Regions from separate parts of the Zea mays genome. Here region 2 is linked to region 1. Evidence: chromatin contacts called from public Hi-C data. All regions are on one chromosome and are shown on one strand. The core of a region is the stretch at or near the end of the contact, and the rest is flanking DNA. Distances in the headings are between cores, read along the strand shown.

What was found. A called contact is a pair of places that touch in the nucleus more often than the background predicts.
Region 2: a Hi-C map of bundle sheath shows a contact between it and region 1, with 2.5 times the contacts expected there. The contact joins the promoter of LOC103651530 here to the promoter of LOC542681 in region 1. A contact is called at or near these places in 2 of 25 Hi-C or Micro-C datasets (bundle sheath and leaf mesophyll).

Annotation. Positions count from the first base shown.
Region 1 is chr3:226,262,823-226,265,522 of Zm-B73-REFERENCE-NAM-5.0, reverse strand. It overlaps LOC542681 (submergence induced protein SI397), which reads left to right and starts at 1,327. Exons shown (of 4, transcript NM_001152602.1): 1 at 1,327-1,541; 2 at 1,640-1,707; 3 at 1,824-2,516. The coding sequence starts at 1,475.
Region 2 is chr3:226,463,726-226,466,425 of Zm-B73-REFERENCE-NAM-5.0, reverse strand. LOC103651530 (actin cytoskeleton-regulatory complex protein pan1) reads right to left here and starts at 1,250. Exons shown (of 1, transcript NM_001353369.1): 1 at 1-1,250. The coding sequence starts at 1,128.

The DNA.
Region 1 (2,700 bases), core at 78-2,577:
ATATATTTAAAATTTTATTCAGAATATATTCAGCGATATATCTATTAATATTAATTACATAAATACTAATATTTTATTTTATATATTTAGCTATAGTTAAACATATTTGATTCGTATAAAAAACGAGAACGACATAGACAAGAACTTGTTCGTCATTACGACATATACAAGAGCTTGTTGGTCATCTCAATACATGCGGATTAGGTGAAATTGAATGGATTTAAATCTCAAACAAATCAAAAAATTTATAATTTTTTCAGTAGATAAAAATAACCGAACAAGGTTTAAAAAGAAATTGTCAATATATATATATATATATATATATATATATATATATATATATATATATATATATATATATATATATATATATATATAAAGAGACCTATGTCGACATTTTGACATCTAGATTTTAGACCACCCAATGTTATTTTATTGTGGTAATAAAGAGCGGTGATCAACCAAAAATAATCGTCAAATTGACATGTCAGACGAAGCCTGTACGTACATGGTTTTTTGTGGCCCACTGTATTGTGCGCGACTGGCTGTATCCCCCTCGTCAGCAGTGGCAGGCATCGGGCATGCACGACGATGACACACACTCATATCTGCAAGACTTTCTTTCGTCCTGTGTCCAGAAACACCAAAACTTTTCCGAGGAAGCTGACAATATTTCGTCGAAACCTCCCCCGTATTTCCACGTCATGCAACCACCACACCACCCTCCACCTCCTCCGCGTCTGTGTACCCAGGCAAAAGATCGCACGCACCCAAGTTCAAGTTCGACCCAAACTGTTTCCACAGCACAGTGCAGGCCGGGAGGGGGAAAAAAAAGAAGGGATCGAGTCGAGAGACACTGGCCTCTGCTTTCCGTGTGTGGGGGTTCTCCTCTCTCTTGATGCTTTTTCTCCGCCGCACTTCCTACGTCCATGCAACAAGGTACCAAATCTTAACTAATCGCAATTGTGTGTGTTTATTTATTTATTTATTTATTTATCTATCTATCTATTCGTTTCGCACCGATCCTTCCTCCCTCCCCCGTTTTCTCCTCCTTTGACCAGTGCACGAGCTGACATATATACCCCCACGGGGCCGTCGCCGCCGCAGTCGCCTCAACCCGCTCGGTTTCTTTGCCTCCTCCGTGGCAATCGGAGAGCACTCGCCCTCGCACTCGCCCAACTCATGGTGGATTGACGGCATGGAGGGAGGCGAGGCTGGAGGCTTGAGATTCCTCCTCCGGTTCGACCCGGCAAGGCCCGGGCTCGACCGCGCGCTGCTCGGCTTCTCCTTCTCCGCCCTCTTCAGCCGCCTCGTCGTTGGATGGAGCAAGCATGGCCAGACGGGAGGAGGAGGAGGAGGAGGGTTTCCGGCGATCGCGGCGGAGGGTGAGGGTGGGGAGGGCTCCGGGAACGCCGCCGTGTCCGTGGCCGCGCTTGCCGCCGCCGCCGCCGCCGCTTCTCTCTGCCTCGCGGCGATGTACGCGTCCGATCAGCGGCGGCCTCGCCATGCTCGCGCTCGACGGCTGCCGGCGCTGGCTTCAGGTACGCGGTTTCGTTTTAGATTTGAGTTGACGACGCTGGCCTGGCTTGGATTCTGTTACCTATGGATCTTCTCTCTCTCTCTCTCTCTCTCTCTGCAGCTCCGCGGTCCCGTGCGCTGCATGCTCCTCATGATGGGCTCAGGATTCTGTCGTCAGACGACCCAAACGTGAGTTTTCCTCAGACTGGCGATGGCCGGTTTCGCAAACAAGCCTTTTGGACTGGAGTCTGGAGCTATGACGACGGCATGTCTGATGCTTGCCGATACGATCCTCCAAATTCCAGGACGAATCTCCGGACAAGGTGATCCACGGCGCGTCGATCGGCGCCGGAGACGACGAGCCGGATATCGTCGCGCGAGTGGAGATGGACGCTACCCCGCCGGCAGTTCCCGTGCCAAATGCCGACGACGACGACGACGACGACGAAACCGAAACGGAAGCAGAGGAGGAGGAAGAAGAAGAGGAGCGGCAGGAGCTCCAGCGGCTGAGGGAGCTGTGGCTGTCGCTGGAGGAGCGGGAGCAGAGGCTGGAGCTCCGCCTGCAGGAGCTGGAGGGCCTCCGGTCGCAGGAGGCCGCCGCGCGGGAGCTCGAGGCCCGCGTCGCCGCCGCCGACGCGGAGGTGCGGATCCTGCAGCTCAGTGTCTCCGCGCTGCAGGAGGAGAACGGGAGGCTCAGGGCGCGGGCGGAGGACCTGGACGCCGCCCGCGCTGAGCTGGCGCGCGCCAAGGAGAAGCTGCGCGCGGTCAAGGCGCGCGTGCAGGGCGAGCAGGAGGCGGCGGCGGCGGCGCTCCGGAGGAAGGTGGAGGAGCTCGAGAGCGGCGGGCGGGAGAGGGTCGGCGCGCTGGTGGCGGAGGTCGCGGAGCTGCGCAAGGCGAACGCCGCGCTGGAGGCGGACAATATGGAGCTCGCCCTCAGGCTGCAGGACGCAGAGCAGCAGGCTGCATCCGGCGCCTCTGCTAGTAATCTGGCCCCTGAGGTAATTGCTTTCTTAATTACTGTCTTCAGTATAATCCAGTTTTACGTATCAAATGTTAGTTTTGGTGAATTATTTTGTTTGATGAGCGTTGTAGACCATTGAAGATGGTACCTTGCACGTTTCTTTTTTTTGGAAAGTAGTTCGGTGCACGAGGTTCATACGTAGAGATGGCACTCGCGACCCG
Region 2 (2,700 bases), core at 1-2,500, 200 kb before region 1:
CGCCGCCACTCTCGCCTCCTGCTCCAGTATGCTATCCAGCGACTCTGAGTTCCACCTCCTGAGCCTCGCCGGCGCTACAGCCGCGTCCTGTTCCGGCATGGCGCCCACCACCTCCGAGTCCCACCTTCTACTCCGCGCCGGTGCCGCCTCCTGTTCCAACATGACATCAACAACCTCGGAGTTCCACCTCCTGAGCCTCGGCGGCGCCCGCGCGCCCCCGCTCTGTTGCTGCAGCGGCCTCTCCTCGGCCATCTCGGGGAGCCTCTCGACGCTCCTCCTCCTCGTCCTCCGCGGCTGCGACTGCGACTGCGACTGCGAGGCCCGGCCGCGCTCGACGAAGGTGTCGACGGGGATGGTCTTGACCTCCGCCGCCGCTGCCCTCCCGTGCGGGTCGACGTCCCAGGTCCGCTCCTGCCGCTCCGGGCGGCGGGCGCGGTACAGCTCGGCGTCGTCGTAGAAGCGCCAGGCGGAGTCCGGGGACGCGAGGGCCCAGACGCCGTCGCTGCCGAGGCGCAGCTCCGGGTAGGAGCTGCTGCTCTTCATCCGGCGGATCCCCGAGGCATGGGCGTGGTTGGTGGTGCGGGACAGGCTGGCGTAGATGGCGGACATGGAGTCGTAGCCCTCCTGCTCCCAGTCCCCCGAGCTCGTAGTAGTCGCCGCCACCGTGACGGGCTCCGCGGCGGGCGCCGCCGAGGACGCCAGGCGATGACGGTCGTCCTTGGCAGACGCGTAAGCTGAAGTCGCGGAGGAAGAGGAGTCCCCGTCGCCGCCGCGGCCGAGGAGACCACAGAGGATGGCGAAGAGCACGAGGCAGAGGTTGACGACGTCCCAGCCGCTCTTGAAGCTGATCCCGCCGCGGCGGTACCGGTACCCTCCCTCAGTGCCTCTTCCGCCTCCCGCCCAAACCGTCCCGCCGCCGCCGCCGCCGCGGCGCATCGCAGAGGGCAGGAAGGGCAGCAGGAGCAGCGCGAACAGGAGCACGAGGACCCAGACCTTTGGGCCCCCGGCGCCCGCCGCATTGTCGTCGGCGTCGGCGTAGCGGGCGTGCGCGTCCGCGCTACCGCTCGTGCTGGGCCCGCCGTCGTCCGCGGCGGAGGAAGCAGGACTCCTCCTCACCTGGCCCTCCATCCGATCTCCTCCACCGCGTCTCCGTCGTTGGTTGGCCGGCGGCGTCGTTGGCTGGCCGGGAAAAAGGGCAAAGCGCACTCTCCGCCCTCCCTATCCCTTTTGGTCTGTGACGGTTGCTGTTGGCTTTTTGGGCGATGTTTCTCTCGCTGTTGTAGTAGCTAGGTAGGCTGCTTTCTTTCTGTCTCCCTGACCTCACAGGCAAAGAGATATATAGCCGTACGCCAGCGCCAGGACACACGGGGCAGGTTTCTGATCTGCTCTGCTTGGTTTGAATGCCGTGTTTTGTTCAAGCCTCGTCTCTAAAGTCTCACTCCAAAATTTCATTATTTAACCGAACAGCTCCTAGATTTTATTTTGGAATCCATGCTAGAATTCCATAAGATGATTGCTCGTCTTGGTTTATATATTTATTACGTGGCACGAAACGAGAGCGGCGTTGGGAATGATTAGGCGAGGCACTGCTACAGCAATAATGCTGAGGGGTGTTTGGGAATAAAGTTTTTCTGCAGTTTTGGAAGAATACTGCAGTATTCTCAAATACTGCAGTATTATATACATAATGGTGTTTGGCAAGCTGGGTAAAATCTCTGTTTTCAAAACTGAAGTATTGCAAATACTATAGTTGTTTTAAGGCATTCTAAACTTAGCTCTGGACCTCAGTTTTCAAAACTGCGGTATTATAAACTACGGTATTATCATAACTAAAGTATAGTATAGTATTTCAAAAACTGTAGTTTTCAAAAACTTTGTTCCCAGACAGGGCCTGAGCCTTACCGCATACTATAAAATAATGGAAATCCGTGAACTAGTGCCGGTCTACCGTGACGCGCTCGCACTGTTGTTGTGCACCGAAGCTTCGCTGCCAAGCAGCAGCAGCAGAAGCACCGTGTTGATTTTTTTGTGCCAAGCTGAGAGGTACTCCCTAGAGGACTGCGTTGGCAGGTACGATACGAGGCTGCAACGAACAAGTCGCGCCGGTGCGTTGCGTGTGGTGGTGTGTGATGAACTGATTGACGAGTGGCTCTGCTTGCTCTGGCTCCCGCTCCTCCGATGAATCATGAACAGGTGGTAGCCGGCTCACGCCATCCGATGGGCGAGCGATTCGCTGCGGATCGGAGGGAGCTCAGGTAGGCGGGGCTGTCGCGCATGGAGCTGGTGTTTGTTTCGCCAGGCCCAGGCGAGGCCGACAAGAACGGCAATGGAAACAGAATCCGGCTCAGGCTGGCTGGCTGGCTTCCGCTGCGCATGAACCCCCAGAAGAGGAGCAGAGCAGGGGGACGTAAACGTAATACGCACGCACATTTGTTCCTCCTCCACAGTCCACACATTGTTCGTGCGTGCGTGCGTCTTTGGGTTGTTTTGGACCGGCAACTGGCACTGGCAGCGTCATCAGCATGCCCTGCCTTTCCGGGGGCTTGGCTTGCCTGCTGGGCTGGGCTGGGCTGGCCACCATCACATCCGCGGCGTCCAGCGCAGCAGAGCGATGACAGTGTGTGACTGTGGGGTGGCCTGGCCCCTTCCGTCGTTGGGGCATCATTCACGCGACGACCAAGACCAAGACCAAGACCAAGG